Linked DNA regions of Mus musculus: region 2 is linked to region 1. Evidence: chromatin contacts called from public Hi-C data. All regions are on one chromosome and are shown on one strand. The core of a region is the stretch at or near the end of the contact, and the rest is flanking DNA. Distances in the headings are between cores, read along the strand shown. Region 1 holds the start of Lyzl6 (lysozyme-like 6). Region 2 holds the start of Sppl2c (signal peptide peptidase 2C).

Region 1 (7,439 bases), core at 1,267-3,766:
CACAATTGCTCAACACTACAACGGTTAGTTTCCAAGGAGACACACTATACATTATTGTTTATAAGAAGGATCAGTGATTAGCTGATGGACCAAGTTTAGCCACAGCCTGTGTTTGCAAAATTTTACAGCGTCACAGACAGACTCACTTATGGGTGCACTATCTGCGGCTGGTTTTGTGCCACGTTGACAGAACCAAATGGTTGTAGCAGAGATCTTATAGTCTGCAATGGTGAAAATACACATCATGAAGGCTTTTATAGAAAACGGCTTCATAAGAATTATAAAGAAGAGGGGGGGGAGACTGGGTTGAAAATACATCTTAGCAGTTAAGAGCATGTACTGCTTGAAATAGCAGGGCTAGACACTGAGGACCGACAACCACTCACTGACAATGTCACAAAAGAAAGACATGACATGCTTGTGATGTTAATGCAACCTAGAATCATCTGGGAGGAGAGTCTCACACACACACACACACACACACACACACACACAGAGAGAGAGAGAGAGAGAGAGAGAGAGAGAGAGGGAGAGAGAGAGGCTGTCTACTTTGGACTGCTCTGTGGACATGTCTGTCCCGGGTTGTCTTAGCCAAGTTAACTGATATGGGAAGAGCCTACCCAGTATTGGCAGCGCCATTCCCTAGGCAAGGGATCTTGCCTTGTTTAAGATGGAGAAAGCAATCTGAGCACAAGAAGGCAAGCAAGCACATGCAGACACTCATTTCTCTCCACTGTTCACTGGGGGATGTGACGTGACCAGTTGTCCCAAGCTCTTTCTACGACGACTTCCTAGTAGTAATGAACTGTATCTTGGAATTGCAAGCTAAAACAAACCCTTTCTCTCCTAAATTGTTTGTTGTCAGGACATTTTAATCACAATAACAGAACTAAAACCAAAAGCAATGTCTTTGGGAAGACAGCTAGACTTGTCAAAAGTTTAAACCTTCATCTAATTAGGCATCTAGACTCAACTCTCAACGAACAGAAAATGGAAAAAAAAAACCAATTGGGAACATGTTAAGCTACATCACAGATTTGCAACATGAAATGTGGCTATTTCAAATAACAAGAGCTGGACATTAGTGCTCAACAGAAAGCCCATCAGGACTAGAGAGACTAAGGCAGGAAGAGAATCATGAGTTTGGGGCTAGCCTGGGCTACAGAGTTCTTGAAAAAAAAAAAAAGACAATTTGCTCCTGAGAGGGAGCTAAGCCTGCTGGTAACGTCGTCGGAAACAAGTTCAGCTTTAGGCTACCGCCTCCCAGCTCTGAGACTTTGGGATGGCTTAACTTCTCTGCAGCTGATTCTTAGGAGCTCTGTGAAGACAAATGGATTCCCTGCCTGCTGTGTTGAGCGCTGTATCCCACTGGCGGGGCTCATTTCAGGGTCAACATTTGTTCTCAGAGGGAGGCTTGTCTGCAGCATCCATGGGCACTTCCCTGTCTCTTTCCCCTCTCTTTCATTGAGTCATTCATCCCCGTGCCCCACTGTTTGCCATATGCTAAGCAAGCTAGTTAAGTCGGTGATGCTGCAGCATCTGGTCCACTAAGTTGCCTGTCAGCTCCACAAACCAGAACCTGCTGCCCCTTAAAAAAAAAAAAAAAAAAAAAAAAAGGTCTGGGAACACAGGGAACTCTCCTACTGCTGATGGACAAACAAGGCAGATTCTGAACCAAAGGAACCCAAGCCGACATTCAGGCTGTACCAAGAAAAAGAGAATGGTGCCTGCTAACTCCGAGAGGGAGGCTAGGTCATCTAAGGGACGGCATTTCGCAAAACCAAACTTTAAATCCACGTCTTCTTGGACATGGGCTGCTTCTGCCCTCTAGTGGCTGCTGGCTAGCACAGCAAGTACCAGCTTCAGGCAGTTGAGCTTTGTTTCCAGACTTCTAAATTACACTATGTTTCTCTACCATGCTTGACCCGTAATTACCTTTCCTCGAAATGTATCTTGTTTAATGATAGTAATTTCTAAATATTTTTTCGGCACCATTCTAAAGTATTGCCATGCTATAGTAGGTAGGTAGGTCTTCTTTGTGAGCATGTAACAGAAACACAACTCAAATTTGTTTATGTAAGAAGGGATACTCACTGAGTCCCAGAGAGAGGAAAAGAAGGTGTGTGTGGGTCCTTGAAGGTTGTTTCTGGACTGGATTCTGGACTCCACAGACTTTCTACAAAAGATTGGAGCTGCACAGGGGCCCACAGAAATCAAAATGCAGGGTATAGGTCCTGAGCAAAGTCCCACAGCTCTGCAGAGTTACAATCAGAATATAAGCACAAACCCTGCAGCCCAGGGGCAGGATGTGTAGGTCCTCTTTAGAAACTAAGGTTGTCCTGTTCTCAGAAAGGAAGGGAGGTATCAGGGTTCTGCCCATTGGTCCGCCTTACACCTTGCCTTCCAGACCCATCTACCATTTCTACCTAAAGCCTGCACAGTTTGCACAGTTCAAACCGGCATATTTCCTGGAGAGTGATGATGTCACAGAACCAGAGTTCCAGAAGGCTGAGGTGGCCAAGAACACATGCCTTCTTGAGACGAAGGAGAACTATTAGCCAGATGGGGCCAGAGAGTGCTTGGTAAGGAAGAGGAGGCTCCTGCCACAAACCATCTTGTCCTGTAGATCCTCCCAGAAGGGCCTGGGCTGGCTGCGAGCTAGGGCCAGAGAGGTATGCTTTGAAGCTGGATAGGGCCACATTCGGGGACTACTATCACCCCAAAGGGAATCCCTGAGGGGCTCCATGGGCCAAGCCAGACATTCCTGCATCCCAAGGCTTGGGGAAGCCTATCTCTGAGGTGCATTCTGCATCAGAGTAGGGAGGGCTGCAGGACATATCTGAATTAAACAGATATTTGCTATTTACCGGAAAGTCTGATTTAACAGGACTTCATCTGTTCTATTTGCAACACCAGAGCAGGGTAGTGAGAGCATCCAGAGAATGTCCTAAGTGCATGCTGTGTGACAAGGACAAATCAAGAGACCAGAAGGCAAGCAAAGCCGCCGGAGAGGCCACGTCATCCCTACATATGATGAAGGAGAGGGAGGGATCCTGGCCTTTGCCCTCAGCATCATACACCTAGTTTAAAGAGAAAGACACACATCCTAGGGCAGGACCAGCCCACGTGTGCGCTCACAGAATGAACATTTTGAAGGACAGAACCCAGTTATTTTATAGATGTTTCCTTCTGTTTAGGTTCATTTCTTTATGCTTGGACCCAGGCTTCCCATCTGTGGCCAGAACACCTCATTAGAGCTTATGCATCTTGAGGTTTCCCATCCAGAGGTGCAGAGTGTCCCTTTGTCCCTCACTGATAATGTTAATTTTAATTGCAAAGTCAAAACATTGGGTTTTGCTACGCAATACGGGAATGACCAAGGCCATGTATATAAGCCCTGATATTTTTCCAGCTTCCACCAACTCAGACCAGCCCCAATAGTAGTCATTATTCAAACCAATCACTGCCCAGGCTATGCTCCTACTGTAGCCTGGGAATCTGCCACATTTATAGGAGTCCTGGTTCCATTCTGTAAGGAATGTGAAACCATATCTTTTTGTTTATTATTTATCTTATTCATTACACCGTTCTGATTGGGCAAGTATTAGTAAATAGATCTTCATTTCACACATGGGAACCAGAGAAGTAAGTATGTTGTTCAAAGTCATACAGCAGCCCAGCCTTTGATAGCTGGTAGTGGGTGGGAATTCAGAGTCCTTGATCTTCAAACACACACACACACACACACACACACACACACACACACACACACACACATACACAGGCATACACACCATTAAAGCGAAGATTATTTATATAATACGATTATATTCGCTTGTTTTCTGATATGCATTTATACAGAAACAAAACAATAAAACCTACAAGCAGCCCTCCAGGAATGGCATGAGGCAGAGGTTGCAGTGGTGAAGGTCATATGTCATGTATCTGGGAGTATGGGTTGGGGCATATTGGCATCCCGTGTCCCTGCCCTTCCTCTGAAGGCACACGCTCAATCCATACCACAAATGCTGGTGAAACAAAATCTGCTCTAACTTTTGCCAACCTCACTCCCCATCCTGCTACCCAAACGTTGCTTGTGCCTAAATACCCATGAGAGGAGGACCAGCCACTGAAGCCAGAGTGGTCTTGATTTTGAACTCTTGAATCTGAGCAATGGGTATATGGAGGATCAGGAGATTTCTCTCTCTCTCAATCTTTCTCTCTCTCCTCTTATGTTAAATTTTCCGAGACAAAAAACATGATACGAACATAAAAGAACAGGCCCTTACCTGTGATACTAAGGCTCTGGTAGTAGAGGCAGGAGGATTGCTGAAAGCTGGCTACATACTGAGTTCCAGGGTAGGCTCGGGGTGTATGTACATCGAGGTTGAGGAGTGGGGAGCACTGAAACTTACCAGGTATTGAACATTGAGTGAGCGAGGAAATTTGGTTTCTCTCTCAGATCCCCCAGGCTCTCAGAGACTGCCTAGTGCCCTGTCTCCTTGGACAATGTTGAAGGCACTGTTCATCTGTGTGGCAAGCTGCCTTCTGGTAGTGAATGATGGCAACATCATCCATCGCTGTAGTTTGGCCAAGATTCTGTATGAAGAGGACTTGGATGGGTTTGAGGGCTACTCCCTGCCTGACTGTGAGTGTCATCTCCTTGGCTCCTTCCTCCCCACCCCTCCTCTGGATCTCTTACCTGCCTTCCTTCGCCATTTGTCTTTCCAAGTTGAGTTCAGAGAACCATCTCCCTGCAACAAGAAGCCTCTCCCAACATGTCACATCTCAGCCAGTAGCTATTAACTGAGCTCTTACCATGCACTACTGCTTTGGAGGTGAACCAAATTCTTTCCCTCACAGAGCTTACATTCTAGCACAGCAGCGAGCACTCACGCGGATACCCAGTGTTGGCTGGTGGCGGCATGTGCGTGAAGAATGTGGTGCAGGCATGCAGTTCCCAGAGTTGAAGGCAAGAGGATTGCTCTGAGGCCAGCCAGGGCTCGGTAGCAAGTTCTTGTCTCAAACAAGCAAAGGAGAAGCTTAAGGGGGTCAGCAGATGGCTCAGGGGGTGAAAGCACCTGTCACATTGTAAGCATGACAACTTGAGTTTGATCCTTAAAATAATGACTTACAACAACAACAACAACAACAACGTGGGAGCCAGAGAAACGCTCAGCAGTTGTGAGCATGCTCTGCCCATCCAGAAAACCTGAGTTTGGGTCCCATATGAAGCAGCCTATCTGCGACTCCATCTCCACGGGACCTGACACTTCTGGCCTCCACGGGCACCCTGCAGTCACATGCACATACACACAGTCATGCATATGCATAGTTAAAAAACGATTTCTTATGCATCTATAATCCCAGCACTCGTGGAGAAATGGGTGGCAGAGAGAGAGAGAGAAAAACCAACCTGAAGCTCCCAGGCCCAGCTAGTGTGGAATACACAGTGCAGCCGCAGAAATGGGAGAGGTCCTGAAGGACAGAACTGACTTCAACATGTTCTCTCTCTCTCTCTCTCTCTCTCTCTCTATCTCCCTCCCTCCCTTTCCCTTTCCCTCTATCTCTCCCTCTCCCTACTTCCCTCTCTCCCTCCCTCTGACTCTCTCCTTTCTCCTGTCTTCCTCTTTCTCTCTCTCACACACATGTACATGGGTAACACTGTGGAAACTGAAGTCAGGGGAAGGCTCCGAGGAAGTGGCAATGGGCCGTGCTGAATGAAAGAACCACATGACCAGAAGAAAAGTATTCCAGGCCAAAGGAACAGCCAATGCAAAGGCTGTGTGGGAGGGAACTCTCTGCTCCATCTAAAATTTGTACATACATGCCTTTTGATATGTTCTCCACTTCTCCTGTTCGCTTGCTCTCCCCTTTGCTCCACCCCCTCAGCCCCCTCTCTCTCTGTGTTAAACCCATACTTTTGTACTTTTGTTCAATCTGTACTAGGCCCCTTGAAGTCAATACGAGCCTGTTTGGCTGTGCATAGCTCCTGGCAAACAGTAGGTACTCAGCAAATGCATAAAACATAAGTAGGTGGAAAGATGGGGGGATGGCTATAAAATGGAGGGGGAAATGGACCGAAGGATGGGACAGATAAGCCTATGGCTTTTTCTAGCTCTTCAGGCATAGCTAGGCTCTTGGGCCTTGTTCTCTCTCCTGATACCTTGCTTCCACCCCCTTTTATGTCAACTCCCTACCCACTCAGTCTAGATCCTTGCTAAAGAGCCTCCCTCTTCTCTCTTTTCTAAGGGCTGTGCTTGGCTTTTGTGGAAAGCAACTTCAACATATCAAAGGTGAACGAGAACGTTGATGGTAGCTTCGACTATGGCATCTTCCAGATCAACAGTCGTTACTGGTGCAACGACTACCAGAGTCATTCGGAGAACTTCTGCCATGTCGACTGTCAAGGTCTGGCTGGGAGCCCTAGGGTGGGAGAGGTGAGAGAGGAGACTAGGCTCTACTTACAGGACCTTTCTTCCCAGGCACTGCCTGAGTATGTCCTTCCAGGGATGGTTTAAAGAGCAAGGAATCCCTTGACTGAGCAGATGAATAACCCCACAGTTGTTCCATCCTTGCAAGAGGTCTGAGGGTCCCTTGGGCCCAGAAAGACTTTTCATAGCCAGGCGTGGCCTTGCTGTCACACTGACAACATGCTATATAGTAAGCAGAGATATGCACAGGCATTTTATCCGCCCTTCCACACAGTAGAAACTGTTTATGAGCCCCACTTCTCAGATGAGCAAACTCAGGCTCAGAGGAGAACCAAGGTATGATGATGTCATCTAGTACCATCCACTCGGCAGGCTGGACTGGGAGGAGTGTCAGAGTCCAGAAACTCAAGGCTGGCCTGGCGTCATACAATGAGATACTATCTGAGGAAGAGAGGAAGAAAGGGAAGAAGGGAGTAGTAGGGGGGAGGGAAGAAGAGAGGAGGGAGAGGGAGGCAGTTAGTCTAAAAATGAATGTGACTTGTGGCTTGAAATACCCAGGCTAATGGCAGATCAAAAGCTGAGTACAAAGTCCCTGTCTCAAAGCTAATCCAAGAGGCTTGACGGGGTGGCTGCATCCTTCCTACCCTGATATCCCTGGGCTTCTCACCTATAGAAGCCTCCTTTCTCCATTAAGCAGGACCATTTTTGGTCTCTGCGTTGTCTGTTTTGGCATCCCTCATGCCAGAAATCCTGCAGACTTTGGGTGAGCCACTACCTACCTTGACTAGAGAAAGAGCAGGGACCAAAGTCCAGTCTCCTCCTGGCCCCGCTTCTCATCTCTGCCAGCCACTGTAGGGCTATCTAAGTGGTCCCTAGGATGGAGGCCTTGACTAACCTGGAAGTGCTCAAGCCTTAGGTCAACAAGACAGTGTTCGTCTGGTCCTTGGGATTAGCCTTTGTACCCATCACAGGTAACCTCTTCCTTCTTTTCAGAACTACTGAGTC
Region 2 (7,840 bases), core at 4,080-6,579, 550 kb before region 1:
AGCTTCTTTCTCTCTGATGGCTCTAGCTTGTGTCAAGTTAACACAAAACCAGCCAGTACAGGGTCATCACAATATGAAGAACTGTATTCTTCCAGGGTCGAAGTATTAGGAAGGTAGAGAACCACTGTTTTAGAATACAGGGCATGAATGGCTATTGATGGCTTAGAGATGCGGGCTCAAATCCTCCTTCCCAGTGATTGGTTAGTAAAGCTGGATGAAGCCTGAGGCTCTGGGGATAGCCTTGTGGCCTAGGGCCCTAGTAGGGAATTAATGTATGAGGAACTGGCTGGAAGTATGAGCCAAGTCAGGGGTTGGGGGACTACCCTGGGTTCTGAACCTTAAATTCTGGTCTCTGTCCTCCCACCAGCTAGCCTGGATGCATAGAGGGACCAGGATTCAGTTCTCAAGAGGTTCAACCTGAGGCAGAGAGGCAGGAGCCCTTCAAACCCATAGGTGCCTGGTCCCACTCTGGCACACTGGGTCAGAATATGTGGCTCAAGGACTTTTATTTTTCAAATGTGCCCCTAGCTGAGTGACTGATATATAGCTGAGCCTGTGTGTCTGTGTTTGAGCACCCCAGGCTGCAACAGCTACTTGGAGTCATTGCCCAGAGCTGTTTGTAGCAGGCAGCATTGCTGTGGCATATTCTTGACAGAAAAAAAAAAAAAGACCCTGGCCCTCTCCTGTGCCCTCCCATCCCTCTGGTGCCAAGCAACTTAGCAGGCAGGGAATCTTGATCCTATTGCAGGCCATACGCTGGCTCTGATTTCTTTGCTTTAGCTTGGGCTCCCAAGAATGAGGCTCAGGAGAGGAGGCAGAGAGGCCTGGGCCTTGGGGAGACTCCTAGGTGTGGGGGCGGGGAGCAGGGTGGGAAGGAAGAGGCATCCTCTAGTGAGTCCTGGAGCGTAGGCTGTTCACACAAAATCTTCCTCAGGCATCCTGTGGGGCGGGAGTAGATATCTGGGTTACACTCAGGGGAGCTGGGTGTTAGCAGACAGGAATGGTTCTCCACTGAGGAGCTAAGATTTGCTTTGGGGATGTCTGGGACACTGGAATCCACTGCATGCTAGGTTAACTCCAGCACAGGGCTGTTCTCTGAACCCCTGTAGATACTGTGTTGCCCCAAGCACCTATTAAGCATGCTCAGATAGATCTATGAGCTGTCCTTGCTCACCTGGACTCTGGTAAATGAGGAGGGAGGGAGTTGCCCTATCTAGAGCCTCTCTGAGGCCCTGTTCCTTGAAGGCCTGTGTCAGCACCATCATTGTCACACCTGTTGTGGCTGGCATCTCTAGAGCATCCTGCTGGACACACCCAGAGAGGAAGCTTGCTGCCTGCCTCCAACTCAGGACCAAAGAAGCTGAAGGATGAACTCTGTCCAGCCCTTCCTCTAGGGCCTGGCAGGGGTGCAGCCTGCCCCATGGGCCCAGTGACGCAGAACCACAGTGGGGAGGCTGCTTGGGCTGGGGATGAGCCAGGGCCTATGGAGGCCCCTCTGTCCAGGCCAGATGGCCACTGGCAGCAGCGGGTGGGGCTGGCTGCCAATGTCTCAGGTCAGAGTCCTGGCTCAAGTGCCTTGCCCCATCCTGTCCAGCCAGGTCTGCAGCCACTGTTTGCTAAGATTAGTTTCTTCCCTGTAAGTGAAGTTCTGAAAAGCTGGTTTACTCGGACCAAACTCCAAGAAAGAGGCGTAGACAGTCAGGTCTTTCCTTACGGAGAATCACTGTCTTCTACAGTCAATTGACATCAGTGCCTAATTCCTTCCTTCCTTCCTTCCTTCCTTCCTTCCTTCCTTCCTTCCTTCCTTCCTCCCTCCCTCCCTCCCTCCCTCCCTCCCTCCCTCCCTCCCTCTCTCCCTCCTTCCCTCCCTCCCTCCCTCCCTTTCAAAGCAAACAGAAACATACCTATGAGCAAGGAGGTCAAGGTAGGTCCTCACCCTCACAAAGCCAAATTCTATTGCAAAGGACAAGAAACCCAGAGTAACAGGATCTATTGATGCAAATGAGGTCTAGGCACTTCTCGAAGGAGGGGACAGAGCCTGTAGCTCTTCCCTACTGCAGGGCACTGGTCACCTGATAGACACCTCTTTTAGACCTGTTGACAACCCCTAGTGTTGCTCTTCCTATGCTACAGATAAGCAATCTGAGCAGGGATAGCATTGGTCTCCACTCAGTGATATGCTCTAAGTCGGTGTGGGGGCTGAGATTTCCGGGTCCTTGACTCCTTTGTGGCACTGCCTCTTGAGACTTGAGCCCCTCCAACCCCCAACAGGGCCTCCTTCAGAAGGCGCTCCGTTACCCTATGCTCTGATCAAACTGCTTTTAAACACACCACATAGTCTAAAACCCGGTGGCGTCCTAAGGAGGTCATCCTGTTCGTGCCCCCCGCTTCTAGAGGACTCAGTTTTATAAGCCACATTTTCCCAATGGGTCTTTGGAGTTCCGTGAAACCGGGACCTGGCTATCTGATCTGTAAAACTTCCCACGGAAGCCCCATCTCTCTCGCTCCTGGTTACCTTTGTGTTGTTGCCTGTCCCAGACTCCTGCCCTTCTTCTGGATGACAGGGTCCTCCTCCCGTGCCTACTACCTCAGGGGACACAGCACGGGTATGCTCCCTGTCTCAGGGACAGGGCCAAGGGATGTCTGGGACTTGAGCAAAGGGGTTCAACAAGCCCAAGTGAGCTAAGGTTCGAAGGAAGCCTCATGATTTCCTGGCCCTGGGGTCTTTCTGTGGCAGGGAAAGCACCCAGCTAGCGGAATGGTGTGTACAAAGAGGAAGAGGATGTGAAAGGATCAAGAAATTGGGGATGAGCGAAGTGTGTGTGTGTGGTAGCTATGTGTCAAAGTAAGGGACTGGGGCTTTGGTTTGAGGAGCCAGGCAGGTAGGAAAGGACAAGTAGCTTCCCAGGGAACTCTGGGGGGTGGGGGTGGGAGGAGGGAAGATCTTGAGTGGATTTGTATGAGTTGTGTGACCTCCGTGAGCCCCAGTTTCCTCTCTGGGGTTTGGAAGTGATACCAACCCACAGGGACCTTCCCAGCTTCGCATAGACTTAATTCTGTGCTACTGTTGTCTTACAGTACTAACAAGCAATCAGACTGCAGAGGAAGATAGGGAGTTTCTCTAATGCCCGATCTCTTATCCTGTCTAGCATCCCCGTGCAGTGTTCTGGAAGCCCTTTGAGAGGTGCAGGTCCTAGGGAACTCTGTTCATAGGGGAGCCTGGGCTGACATACTCTTCTTCACCTTCAAGCCCTTTCTCTTGTGCAACCCCATCCAGGGCAGGCTGCTATCATGGACCCGAGATTGAGTGCGGATGTGGCCCAGCTCGGAGGGGTGTGGGATTGGTTGGATCAGTGGGATCAACATGGCCTCTAGGGCCATGGGGGAGCCAGAGGGTAGCTCATTGGGGTCCAGGTTGGTGTCACTCCAGCCCTCAGAACTCTCGCTGTGGCCCTCTGGACTCGTGGCTTCATCCTCAGATAGGGTGACCATCTCTGCCATATCGTCCCCAGTGCTGCTCTCTAAGTCCCCTGACTCTCCATCAACGGCCTGCTCAAACCTGTTGGTTGTACGGGAATCCTTCGCATCCTCCAGCTTCATCTTGGAGCCCACAGCAGAGGCAATGCAGGGCTGTGCCACAGGCTCAGCAGGAATCTTGGCTCTGCCCTGGCCAGTCCAGAAAAGGGTGAACTCTTGGCGGCAGGTGGCCACAGCAAGGCTGGTGAGCAGAGTGCTGGACACTAAGTAGAGCAGGGCAGGCTGGCCCATCTGCATGAGGATCATGGCGACAAAGGTGACCAGCAGGCCCACGGCATAGGCCACTGTACAGGCCATATAGTAGACCTGGCGAGATTGGACTTGCATGTCGAAGCGGTGACAGTAGGCCACTAGGAAGCCAGGGACAACAATGTCCCCAAAGCCAAGGATGGAGAAGGGCTGGTTGCACAACGTCAAGGCGGAAAAGCTTAGCCGGGGCACCTTGAGCACCATTGGTAACCTCTCGTGGCTTGAAGAATCTGCTGGACCTGATGCCACTTCTACCATAATGCTCTCACCAGTCTTGGTGAACAGGGGAGTGATAAAGACAAAGAAGACATCGAAGGCTAGTAGGGCCAGCAGGAACAAAGTGCAGTTCTTGAACGTGGGCAGCCGTACCCGCCTCAGGACAAAAAGGCAGTAGGCGACACCCAAAGTGTCCTGCAGGAGCCATGCCCAATGGTCCTCATTTCGGTGGATGACCCAGAGGACAGTCACCATGGCACACAGGCCTGCCAGCAGTAGTAATGGCCATGTTACAGAAACCCGTTGTCCAGGCAAGACCCACTGGTATCGCCATAGGGGCAGGTGGCACAGTATGGGTGCCAGGCAGCTGTAGAGGCCGGTACTGGCACCCAGGCTAAAGATCCCAATCATGACGTAGACAAAGCAGTCATAGAAAAAATACAGCAGGATCATGATGGAGCAGGACATGGTGACCACAGCGCCCGTCATGGCTGGTGTGAAATCCATAGGTGCATCTTCAAAGTCGTCATCTTCCCAGGCCCTTTGGGACCTCTCAGCTGCCACTGTTTGTTGTTGATTGTGACCACCAAGCCCCCCTCCTCTTTGGGCCTGGCGCCTCTGCAGCTTGTTTGCCTCCATCAAACCAGCCCAGTAGCCACCTGCAGCAACAGTACCCACTGCCAAGATGAAGATAATCGCCATGTTATAGTCAGTAACAGGCTCGAGGGGTGCAAACATGGCTACTCGGACATCGGTGTCACCGTAAGTGTGGCTGACAATGTCCAACATGTCAGTGTAGCGGAGCACGGCCACTGGGATGGTGAGGGCAGGCCAGGGCTTGCTGGGGTCCTGGGGCTTTGAGATGGTGTCTGAACACTGTTGATTCCTGGCCCGGCTCACAATGAGCAACCCCTGGGCGCCTTGATCTTGAGCCAGCCAGCCCTTGGCATAGAAGCTACAGTTGCCACGCGTGACCATGGTAGTAGTCTGGTGCAGGGGTCGCTGTCTAGGGGAACTGTCCTGGGCCTGGTGGAAAGAGTCTTCATCTGGACACCAGGGTGTCTTGGTGCCATCATGCAGGGACAGAAGTGGGGCATGGTGCAGGTCCCGGGGGAGGTTGACGTAGTCAGAGCTGTACAGGACACAGTAGTCCTTGCTCCAGTTCTTTGACACGACTCGGACCAGGCCGTATTCTCCCCGGGCCTCGGGGCTGAGGAGGAGGAGGAGGAAGAGGAGGAGGAGTGAGCCCAAGGGGTGGAGGGAACCCAGGCATGCCATCCTCCTCAGACGCCTGCTTCCTCCCAAGGAAGCAGCTGCCCACAGCTCTATTACCCTCCCAGGGGAAGGGTGTGGCTCTTGGTCACAAAGCAGCTTGGCCACTTCTCCTGGAAACCAGAGCCACACCTACCTACCCTGTCATAAAGTGAGGTAGAGCACTCAGTGGGACACAGGCCCCTGGCCCCTCTCAGATCATCTCCCAATCCTGGCTCCAGTAGGGAGGGAGCTCATTTGAGCTCTCATCTCTGCCCAGGCCTCAGTACAGCTAGCCCGGGAAGGTTGAAGTGTGTGTGGAGGGGTGTGGAGGGACGAATTCAGGAGTGGCTGCCTCTGCTCCTGGGAGGGAGTGGACAGCAGGGAACTGAGCAGACACAGCCTTTATAGAGAGATTTTTAGGGGGTGAAGCTTTCTAGGGCAGAGATATCCAGGGTGAGGATGAGGAGTAGTAGGATGTCTGAGCTGGGAGAGGTCAGGGATTGGTGAGTTTTCCTGTTCAGATTTTTTTTTTACCTAAAATTAGCATAATCTGAGGAGGGGTCTTGTTGAGGAGCTGGAGATGACCCTTGTGACAGTTACAGAGTCTGGAAACACCATTATGACAGTTAGGGAGGTCTGGGGGTTGGGCCTGGCTGCCGGAGCTCCTCAGGTGAGGGCCTGGACACTTTTCTCCTTGGGGCTTTACAAAGTTTACTAAGTATAAAAAGTTTACAGCATTTACAAGGCTAGTTCCCTGCTGCGTGGGTGGCATGAGCAGCCAACCCAGGGTCTCACTCTGCAGCCCTGGCTGTCCTGGAGCTCACTCTGTAGACCAGGCTAGCCTTGGACTCTCAGAGGATCTGCCTGCCTCTGCTTCTTGAGTGTGGGTGGTGCTACTTCTAGGAGGGTAGTCATGGGTTCTATAAAAAGGCAGGCTGAGCACGCTATAGGGAGCAAGCCAGTAAACAGCACCCCTCCATGGCCTCCTCTTCAGCCCCATGGCTGAGTTTCTGCTTTGGTTTACCCTGATGGTGGACCTGTAACCTGTAAGTCCTTCCTTCCTAAGTTGTTTTCACTCATGGTGTTTTATCATAGGAACAGATATCAAACCAGGACAGTGTATCGCATATGTGTACAGATGTGTGTAGGAGCGAATGCCTGTGCATGTTCAGAGGAGACCAGAGGAGGGCCCTGGGTACATCTTCCTCATCATTCTATCTCCCTCTGGCTCATTCTCTTGAGGCAGGGGCTTGGAGCTAGGCTGGCAGCTAGCAAGCCCCAGTGATCCTGTCTTTCCCTCCCACAGGGCTGAGATGACACGTGTGTGTGGCCACACCCCATTTTTAAAGATCTGGGTGCTGGGAACCTATCCTTAGGTCCTTAAGGTTTCCCAGCAAGCACTTTCAGACACTGCATTCTCGCTCCAGGCCCTGGCCCTGCATCATTAGCTGCAGAGTAATGAGGACATCACACCTCTAGGCTCCTGAGTGCTAAGCCTGATGAAGAATGCATGCTAAGGGCCAGTGTGTCTATCTGGACTTACTGCATCGCTACAAGGCCCACCTAGCTGGAGGCTGCACACCGTCCTTGGAAATCAGTCCCGCTATCCAGAGCTCACCTTGGAGCTTCTTACTCAAGCTGTCCCTTCCTTACAACATAGGACATGGACAGGACCTGTAATGGGGACAATGCCTGAAGGGATGGGGGACAAAGTGAAGGGGGGCAGTCCCTGGGCAACTGCATGGAGCAGTTGTCTGGGGGTGCTCACTGTGACTAGAGAGATATGTGACCTTCCACAATAAGCCTTCTGCTTGTCATGGGCGTCTTTGTAACAGTGACTTATATTAGGAGTAGAATAGGCTCAAAGCAGTCCAAGTAGAAAAAGTTCTCACATAGTTAAACCATTGGGCTTTGATGTCTTATAAACCTTTTGAAGTGAATTCTAGGCTGGTCTTCCTGCTTACATTCTGGGGTTGAGCTGGGAGCTGAATTTAAAATCAAGAACCAACCCTAGGTACTGGCTGGGCGGATTTCCATCCAAGCCCTGGTGTCTCATCAGCTACCAAATTACCCTATCCGGTCTTCCTCAGGCCACCCATGAAGGCATAAGTTGAAGAATGTGGTCATCAGGACAACTGGTATGTGCAGAGGAGGTACCCTTGGGCCCCTGGGACCTGGAGAGGGGTGGGAGTGGCCAGAGGGCTCCTGTGTTCCCAGGCTGCTTCTGCTGGCCTGTAGCCAGTCTCTAGTGCCACACAGCTGTCACTCAAATCCTTTCACCTGCCATCCTGTGACACCTCTCTGCTGGAGATGAGGTCTGCCATCAGTCACCAGCATAGCCTCTTGGTACAGCGGCAGAGACTCTGTTTCAGGATGAGGCTCTTCTGGGAACTAGTTCAGGTCTCCAGGGCTTGTGGAGGAGGGGAGGGCACACCAGGGAATCTGAGCATGGGCTTATGCCCCAACTCTGTGTCCTGGGTCAACACTGGGCATAGCCCTTCAGCCCCAACTCCCACCCCCTCCTTTGTTCTAGGGATTGAACCTAGACCTTATGTGCGCTAAACAATCCTCCACCAGTGAGCCA

The links. Hi-C and Micro-C count contacts between places; a contact is called where the count stands out from the background.
Region 2: a contact with region 1 is called in a Hi-C map of cerebral cortex, with 2.7 times the contacts expected there. The contact joins the promoter of Sppl2c here to the promoter of Lyzl6 in region 1. A contact is called at or near these places in 14 of 39 promoter capture datasets (the 3T3-L1 cell line, the C10 cell line, cranial neural crest and 7 more), 2 of 15 datasets of contacts at CTCF or cohesin (embryonic stem cells and large pre-B cells), 16 of 484 Hi-C or Micro-C datasets (the G1E-ER4 cell line, the HL-1 cell line, the N1E-115 cell line and 8 more), 2 of 115 datasets of contacts at active chromatin or transcription factors (bone marrow-derived dendritic cells and embryonic hindbrain) and 4 of 9 other capture datasets (adipose tissue, embryonic stem cells, liver and 1 more).

The regions. Positions count from the first base shown.
Region 1 is chr11:103,633,967-103,641,405 of GRCm38.p6, reverse strand. It overlaps Lyzl6 (lysozyme-like 6), which reads left to right and starts at 2,516. Exons shown (of 5, transcript NM_001356472.2): 1 at 2,516-2,582; 2 at 4,463-4,648; 3 at 6,253-6,411; 4 at 7,428-7,439. The coding sequence starts at 4,510. It overlaps 1700072I22Rik (RIKEN cDNA 1700072I22 gene), which reads right to left and starts at 2,470. Exons shown (of 2, transcript NR_131143.1): 1 at 2,095-2,470.
Region 2 is chr11:104,183,816-104,191,655 of GRCm38.p6, reverse strand. Sppl2c (signal peptide peptidase 2C) reads right to left here and starts at 5,329. Exons shown (of 1, transcript NM_199019.2): 1 at 3,105-5,329. The coding sequence starts at 5,280. The coding sequence ends at 3,208.